Regions from separate parts of the Sus scrofa genome. Here all the other regions are linked to region 1. The links are chromatin contacts, called in public Hi-C and HiChIP or PLAC-seq maps. All regions are on one chromosome and are shown on one strand. The core of a region is the stretch at or near the end of the contact, and the rest is flanking DNA. Distances in the headings are between cores, read along the strand shown. Region 1 holds the start of GMCL1 (germ cell-less protein-like 1). Region 2 has its middle 57 kb from the start of ANXA4. Region 3 has its middle 40 kb from the start of ANXA4.

Region 1 (2,619 bases), core at 57-2,556:
AGTTAGTCACACAACAAGCAATGAAAATTTAGAGATTTGTCCATTGATCAAGTCACAGAAGTATAATTTTGAGAGAGAAGGTGTAGAATGACAGGTATGACTGATTCCATTTAATTACATGTCTAAACGCGCTAAAGAAAATATATTGCTATGGATACAGTTATAAGAACATGTGTGGGAATAATGATACACACCATTAGGAGAATAGTGCTCATTACAGGGGAGGGAGAGAGACTGAGATGGAGAGAGAGCTGCTGCCTGTCTGCATGGTTCTAGTTAAAAGAATGAACAAAGCAAGTATAATACATTAAAGTTATTAAAATGTAAGTTACCATACTTGTGGTGGGTCCACAGGGATTTAACATACTACCCTATTTGAGTAATTCATTATATTTTATTTAGGGAGTTCCAGTGGTGGCTCAGTGGTTAACGAATCCTACTAGAAACCACAAAGTTTCAGTGTCGATCCCTGGCCTCGCTTAGTGGGTTAAGGATCCCGTGTTGCTGTGAGCTGTGGTGTAGGTCGCAGAGTTGTCTCAGGTCCCACGTTGCTTAGGCCGGCGCTACAGCTCCGAGGAGACTCCTAGCCTGGGAACCTCCATATGCGGTGGGTGCAGCCCTAGAAAAGACAAAAACAAATATTTAAAATGTGGCAGAAGAGAATCAGGTATTGAAGCTGACTGTCCAGGGTCCCAGCGATAGCTGCGTACTCGAGGCATATACCTGTAATTTTTGCTCAGACACTTGTAAAATTTTGCTTGGGCCTCCAGAAGGCACTTTAAGCCCTGATAGCCCCGGTACAGATTCTATTTAGACATCCCACTGCCACTAGCAGGGAAGGAAAAGAGTGCAGGCATTGGCTACCATAATCAGTCAAGGAAAGCGGAGAGGTGCTGCTTAAAAAACCCAACCGTCTGGCAAAGCTCCACATTCCAGGTCCCTCTCACTACGAAAGCGTGCGCAGGGCGTGGCCCTATTACGTTGTAAATTCCTCCAAAGACCCCCAAACAGCAACGTCTTTTTTGCCGCTTGTTCAGTAGACTTCTGGAGCTTAAGGAACCTTTGCAGAAAGAACAAATGAGCTGGAGTCGCGGGTCGCACTAAAACAAAAGGATCTACGAAGTAACGCTAAAGGCTAGGTCTCCCCCGACTCAGTGTGCACAGGACCCCAGAACACTTCAGGGTAGAAGGGGCCAACCCACGTACACAAGCCCCATCGCCCACCCTCATCCCGTTCTGCGCATGCTCCACCCGCGACGCACACGAGCTTCCCCACCCCTTCCGGAGGCTCGCCGTGCGCGTGCGCTGTCGGGTCCGCGCTTTGTTGCGAAAGCTGGGGGCGAGGTCCTGCGGTCCGTGCGCACTGCGCGGCCAGACGCTGCGGGCGGGGCGGAGGATGGAGGCGGTAGTGTCCGCTGCAACGGTCGGGGCTGCGCGTGAGAAGGTGGCGGTGTAGGCGTCTAGGCTACGTGGAGGCCCGCAGCAGCGGCCAGGCCATGGCGGGAGTCTGTCTCGGTTGGGCTCCCTGAGGTGCGCTCCCTGAAGTCCTGGGGAGCTGTGACTCATGGGCTCGCTGAGCAGCCGAGTGCTGCGCCACCCGGGGCGAGCCGGACCCCAGCAGGAGCCGGGTTCTGGGACGGGGGCCTCGGCCCGGAGGCCGGAGACTGGGGGCGACGCGGCCGGCCACGGCTTCTGTTACTGTCCGGGCAGCCGCAAGCGCAAGAGGAGCAGCGGGGCTTTTTGCTACTGTCACCCCGACTCCGAGACAGACGAGGATGAGGAGGAGGGGGACGAGCAGCAGCGGCTCCTCAACACCCCTCGAAGGTACGTGGGGGACGCCCCCACACCTGTTGGGCGGCTTCCGTGGCGGAGTGTGGGGATGAGCCCGGCACCGGGGAGATTTCGGGGAGTGCGGCGCCCCCTAGCCCGTGAAGAGCGGACGTGCTCTTGATAGGGTAAAGGTGGGACCGGTTGGGGTCTGGGAGGATGGGGAACACCTGGGGAGACGCCGGGTATTGTGAATTGTAAACCTCGGACGTTGCCAGGGTAGTATTACAGCCCTAGCTTGAGGCTAAGAAACGCCAAACCTGAGCTTGCGCCTTATTAAACCTCAGATAGGGCTGGCCTTTGGTCGTACACCTCGCTTCTCTCAGAGTGGATGGCAGATGAATAAATTGTTTTGCATCCAGCTGCCTTAAATAGTACAAAACACGTAAATTTAAGTCTCTGAAACGGGCACCCATGTTGTCCACACAATGGAGGGGAAATGACACTCAGAAGCTCTCCTCAACGGTAAAGAGGAAATTTATCAAGAGTGGGTACGTTTGTTCTTCACTAGGAACAAAGTCTTTCACCGTCTTTAGTACTCAGAAGTCATTGACCGTGGGTATGTGTAAGGCACCTTGCTTAACCTTTTTTAGAAGAATTGAAAAACGGAATAGTTACTTGTGAACTAAAATGTAGTTTGTAAGTCGAATATATTTTCACAATCTGGTTGCTCTGTGTTTGTTTCTGGTTTTAGGTCATCAGTGGGACACATAGGTGTAATTTTTTAATGAAACTTTAAAAGATTCAAAAATTTTATGCTACACACATTACATATTTATTGTAAAATAAGAG
Region 2 (2,619 bases), core at 31-2,530, 92 kb before region 1:
GAATAAGTAAATAAATGGATTAGAGTCCAGCTGGAGCCAACAGAAGAAGAACAGAGCAAACCTAAAATATAATAAAAATAATAAGAATAAAAGCAGAAATTAATGAAGTAGAAAACAAAGGACAAATAGGAAGTCAAGGAGCCAAAGTTCATTGGTGGAAGAGGAAAGCTAATAAAACAAATAAATATAAACAAATAAAAAGAAGCCGTTAAAACAAAATGTGATAAAAGTTGCACTTGTGAAATATTATGAAGAAACTCCTAAATGCAGAGGGAAGTCAAGGTCTTCACAGAGATTATTGTGGAATCGTGAACTTGGCAGAAGGAATTTTCTAGAGAGTGTGCATTCATGCGTATATCTGTTTATCTGTGTCTGTCTGTCTGCCAGGCAGAGGGGCGCTTGTTCTAGACACCATGGCAACTCTTCCCTAACCCAGCATCTCAGACCAGGGTGCTTATGGAATGTTTGCTATAGGAATAAACATCCCCACTGTCTTATTCGTCAATGAGTCTTTTGTCTGTATCCAGGAATTTTAAAGTATAACATTTCCTAGGCCTTTACCTATAACTTTCGGATTGTCCAATTCCATAGTCCAGTCTCTCATGACAAAAGCAAAGACACTACCTTAGAGGCTCCCAGCATGTTTTCCATTTCACCTGGAAACGCTGAGGCCGGAATAGAAAGCTAGCATTGATAATGCCTGTTGAGGAGAAAACTGAAATTCACATGTAACAGTAGCTACCCAAGTACCTTAAGGAAACATATGAAGGTGAAATGTGCCCACCTTCTGCCCCAACTTTTGGGTTTTGGTGTTTTCTGTGCGCATCTGAGGTGCCAGGAGAAGGTTCTATTGCCACATTAGGGCTGCAGTCTTGGCTGTGCGGGTTGTCCTGGCAGAGGTGGTGAGGAGGGCTATATGCCACTTACAAAGCTGGGCACCCCAGGGCTTTGTCCACCCAGACACAAAAGCCTTTCTTCTTTTTTTTTTCTAATTTGGCACAAATGCATCAGTGAAGAGAGGTTAATTGCAGTCCTTTGTCCTTGGCTGTCATCACTGTGCTGGGGGAAGAGTCATTCCTGAGAGTCTTCCTGGCCATCCCTTCAAAAGAGCTCCTTCAATTCTCTTCAGCTTCAAAACATCCTTTTAGAGGATCTTTTCAAGCCCTTTGGTGGGTGAGTAACACACTGGCAAACCACAGACGGAGAATTATCCTCTTACAGGAAACCTTCTGAGTTCTGTAAAAAGGCAAAGATAAGCTTATTTCCCCCTTGCTTCTGTGGCCCTGATGTTGCTTTTCCTGCCACTAGATGGCAACCTCTCCCAGGTACTAGAAAGAGACTACTCAGGTAATTTTATGAAATGGAAATCAGTTTCACAGTCCTCACCAAGCTCTTATAGAGCCTTTTCAATTTTCTTGTTCATCTGAATGTTTCCATCTGCAGATGTTTTGGGTTTTTTTTCCTTTTTTTTTTTTTTTTTTTTTTTCTTTAGGGCTGCACCAGTGGCATATGGATGTTCCCAGGCAAAGATAAGCTTATTTCCCCCTTGCTTCTGTGGGGTCCAATAGGAGCTAAGGCTGCCAGCCTACACCACAGCCACAGCAACTCGGGATCCGAGCCGCATCTGCAACCTATACCACAGCTCACGGCAATGCCAGATCCTTAACCCACTGAGCAAGGCCAGGGATGGAACACATGTCCGCACAGATACTAATAGGTTGTTACTGAGCCACAACGGGAACTCCTGCAGATGTTTTAATTCAGGAGTCACAGGTCAAGACACAGGGAATTCAGTTCCTTGAAAACTAGTATTTCTGAGGAATACTACAAGGCCTTATTGATAACATCATGGGCTGTTGGTTTCATAAATTCTGACTCCATCAATAGCAAATAATCATTTTAGCATTCTTCTCTTTTAACTGGGGCATAATTTACATTATACTTAAAGGTACAATTTTTAACTGTAATCTTCGGTGTGTTTTAACAAATGTATACACCAGTGTAACTACCACCTAATTAGGGTTTTGAATATTTCCATTATGATGATAAGGTCTTCAATCTGCCTTCAAAGTCAATCTGGGGAGTTCCCTGCTTGGCTTGGGTTGCTGCTGTGGCTTGGTGCCAAAAAAAAGTCAATACTCATGACTAGAAGAAGACTTAAAGCCAAGCAGAGAACAAACAGTACGTTGAGTGGGGAGTACGTGACCTTGAGGATAATGTGCACTAAAAGATGCTAAATGCAACTCTTAATTACTCACAGCCTTATCTTTTGTATTTTCCTGGTAAAATCATGCAGCCATTTATTTTTAAGAAAGAAGTGGCATTTAAGAACCGATTCTTGGAGTTCCCGTCATGGCTCAGTGGTTAATGAATCCGACTAGGAACCAAGAGGTTGCAGGTTGGATCCCTGGCCTTGCTCAGTGGGTTAAGGATCCGGCGTTGCCATGAGCTGTGGTGTAGGTTTGCAGACGCAGCTCAGAACCCGCATTGCTGTGGCTGTGGCATAGGCTAGTGGCTACAGCTCTGATTCGACCCCTAGCCTGGGAACCTCCATATGCCGTGGGTGCGGCCCTAGAAAAAGACAAAAAAAAAAAAAAAAAAAAAAAAACTGATTTTTTT
Region 3 (2,619 bases), core at 80-2,579, 75 kb before region 1:
CATAGTCTTTCTAATTCCTCTGAGGAAACGAATTATTCTTACTGCATTCTTTTCGCACTGTCTTCTTTTGTTCCCTCCATGTTAGATCATAAACTAAGCTCAGAAACTTAAAATTATCAAGCAGAGAAAAGGCAGAACCAGGTGTAGAATCCAAATCAGCCCGATCCTCAAACCCATGCTCTTAACCACATTAAACCACCTGCTTTAGCTGCAATTTTTTTTTTTTTTTTTTTTTGGTCGTTTTAGGGCCTTACCCACGGCATATGGAGGTTCCCAGGCTAGGGGTCCAATCAGAGCTGCAGCTGCTGGCCTACGCCAGAGCCACAGCCACACCAGATCTGAGAGAAGTCTGCAACCTACACCATAGCTTACAGCAACCCCGGATTGGATCCTTAACCTACTGAGCAAGGCCTGGGATGGAACCTGCGTCCTCACGGATGCTAGTCAGATTCCTTTCTGCTGAGCCACGACGGGGAACTCCCACCTTTAGCTGCATCTTAATAAAATTATTTAATATTACCTCTCCAGCTCTAAGGGTACTCGCACTTGCATTTGGATATAAAACGCATTCCCCAAAGCTGTTAGATGAAATCAGAATTCGCCTGTAGACTCAATGGGATTATTACGCAAGCATTCACTGAGTACTTGCCATGTGGCAGAACAGTCGTGGATGTCGGTCCGAAGACCACCTAGACCCTGTCAGTGCCTTCAAGAGCTTTAAGGGGCTTGGATGGGGGAAGCCGGTAGGAAGATATAAAGGCTGCCTTACAAGGGGAGAGCTAAGCTTCAAGGCCACACCCCAGAGCTACTGGCCAGTAGCGACCCCGGATAATTAATTTAGAGGTGAAGAGAGAGATGAAGGACCGCTCGAAACCCAAGATTTCCCTAGGGAGTGGGAATTCGGCTTTTCTTAAGGGAGACATGAAACTCCTGGGAACTTTGGAGGATTTAATGTTTCAAGGTCAAGAGTGAAACGAAATGCGCCCTTCTGATTTCATTTTCCACTTTTAAGGCCACAAGCACGGCGTGAAGAAGAACGGAGTCCGGGGAAGGAGGCTTTGACTCCCGCCGCGGCGTGAGCACGGCGAGTGCGCGGCCTTCCGAGGTGTGGTGGCGCCAGGGCACCGGACACCAGAGTTCGACCGCTCGGCCTCGCGGGGACCGGGGAGGGTCGGGCAGGCTGGGATCCAGGCGGAGGACTAGGTGGGGGCAGCCCCCTACCCCTGGCGTCCCCTGCAGCCGTCCCAGGCCCCGGCTCCAGGTGCGCTTCGCCCGCGGAGGGTTTTCCGGTCCTGGCAGAGGGACAACCAGGAACTCTGGCTCAGTCTCCACCCCGAAGCGGGGCGGGCCTGGCCCGCCTGGAATAAGACCCGCTGCCCGGCCCCGCCAGGGTGTGTTCTCCGTGGCCGCAGAGAACGAGCGCCGTCTCGGTTCGGCTTGAGGGGTAAGGGGGGTCCTGGGCCGGGGGTCCCGGGCTCGGGAAGGGGCGCGGCAGTCCCGGAGCGCCTGGCGGGGGTGGCCAGTCGGGCGCCAAGCCAGGGAGGGGGTGCCCGCCGCTGGCCTGCGGGCGGGGCTCGGGCGGCCCTGGGTGGAGCGGGCTGGGGCTCGCTCCAGGTGAGCAAGAGGAAGGCAAACACCGTCCTTATCCACGGGCACCTTCCAGAAGGACCTCCAGAGCAGTTTAGGCAGCTCAAGATATACACCGGTCAGAGACCATCGCAGTTTATTGAGTTTATGTGCCAAGCATTGTGCTGGGTTTAGGCATTGCAAAGAAAGGATTAAGTAATACTCCTTGGAGCTGTTTCAGTCCAACACCCGCTTCTATTTTTTGCTCATTTTAAGAAACTTACGGAGTCCCCGTTGTGGCTCAGCGGAAACGAACCCAACGAGTATCCATGAGGACACGGGTTCGATCCAAGGCTTCGCTCAGTGGGTTTGGAATCTGGCGTTGTCTCGAGCTGTGGTACATGTAGGTCGCAGTCGCTCCTCGGATCTGGTGTGGCTGTGGCTGTGGCTGTGGCTTAGGCCAGCAGCTGTAGCTCCAATTAGACCCCCTAACCTGGAAACTCACATATGCTGCAAGTGTGGCCCTTAAAAAAAGAGAAAGAAAAGAAATTTACTCCTTTTCCTAGTTTCTTACCCTTTTCTCCTCGTGTATCTAATGGCCCTCAGCACAGTGCCTGACACATGGGAATCTGTTTTATTATGAGATCTGTGACACAGCCTCACTCTTTTAATTATGGCTTTGACCAGCCGGAGACCTTGGGACCAAAGAGGTTATTGCTTTTCAGCAATGTACCCAACGTTAAGTGCTTCCCAAGTTGATGCAAGTCTTGGAGCTGTTAGGCTCTGGAGTAACCCACAGCTTGCCTAAAAAGTGGGCATCTGCTCTCTTCGGCTGACAGTGAAATGACTGGGGTCCCCCTCTAAATGATCCATCTCATTGCCCATCAGTTCTAGGAACCCCCCCCCCCCAATCCTCCTTGCATAGCCAAGCCCTAGCTCTTTAGTTGCCAGGGAATTCTCAGGTGACAGAGGTGGACACAAGCAAGAAGCAGAGGACAAGGACAGAATAAGGAAATGGGTAACCATGGCCACCCCGGGCCTGCCCAGGACCCG

The links. Hi-C and Micro-C count contacts between places; a contact is called where the count stands out from the background. HiChIP or PLAC-seq counts read pairs in DNA pulled down with a chosen protein or histone mark.
Region 2: an H3K27ac HiChIP or PLAC-seq map of alveolar macrophages shows a contact between it and region 1. The contact joins the enhancer-like site here to the promoter of GMCL1 in region 1. A contact is called at or near these places in 17 of 47 Hi-C or Micro-C datasets (adipose tissue, alveolar macrophages, blood and 9 more) and 2 of 2 datasets of contacts at active chromatin or transcription factors (alveolar macrophages and skeletal muscle).
Region 3: a contact with region 1 is called in a Hi-C map of epiblast stem cells, with 2.0 times the contacts expected there. The contact joins the enhancer-like site here to the promoter of GMCL1 in region 1. A contact is called at or near these places in 1 of 5 promoter capture datasets (liver), 20 of 47 Hi-C or Micro-C datasets (adipose tissue, alveolar macrophages, blood and 10 more) and 2 of 2 datasets of contacts at active chromatin or transcription factors (alveolar macrophages and skeletal muscle).

What each region holds. Positions count from the first base shown.
Region 1 is chr3:72,618,383-72,621,001 of Sscrofa11.1, reverse strand. GMCL1 (germ cell-less protein-like 1) reads left to right here and starts at 1,306. Exons shown (of 15, transcript XM_021088403.1): 1 at 1,306-1,824. The coding sequence starts at 1,565.
Region 2 is chr3:72,710,377-72,712,995 of Sscrofa11.1, reverse strand. No RefSeq gene overlaps it. Among named protein-coding and RNA genes, the nearest start is that of ANXA4, 57 kb to the right of the region's middle. Within about 2 kb of position 1,280, at least 4 of the 83 cell types and tissues checked have an H3K27ac peak or open chromatin away from gene starts, as enhancers often do. A contact at or near this core is called in alveolar macrophages, where this site is marked.
Region 3 is chr3:72,692,946-72,695,564 of Sscrofa11.1, reverse strand. No RefSeq gene overlaps it. Among named protein-coding and RNA genes, the nearest start is that of ANXA4, 40 kb to the right of the region's middle. Within about 2 kb of position 1,329, at least 60 of the 83 cell types and tissues checked have an H3K27ac peak or open chromatin away from gene starts, as enhancers often do. A contact at or near this core is called in adipose tissue, alveolar macrophages, epiblast stem cells and 7 more, where this site is marked.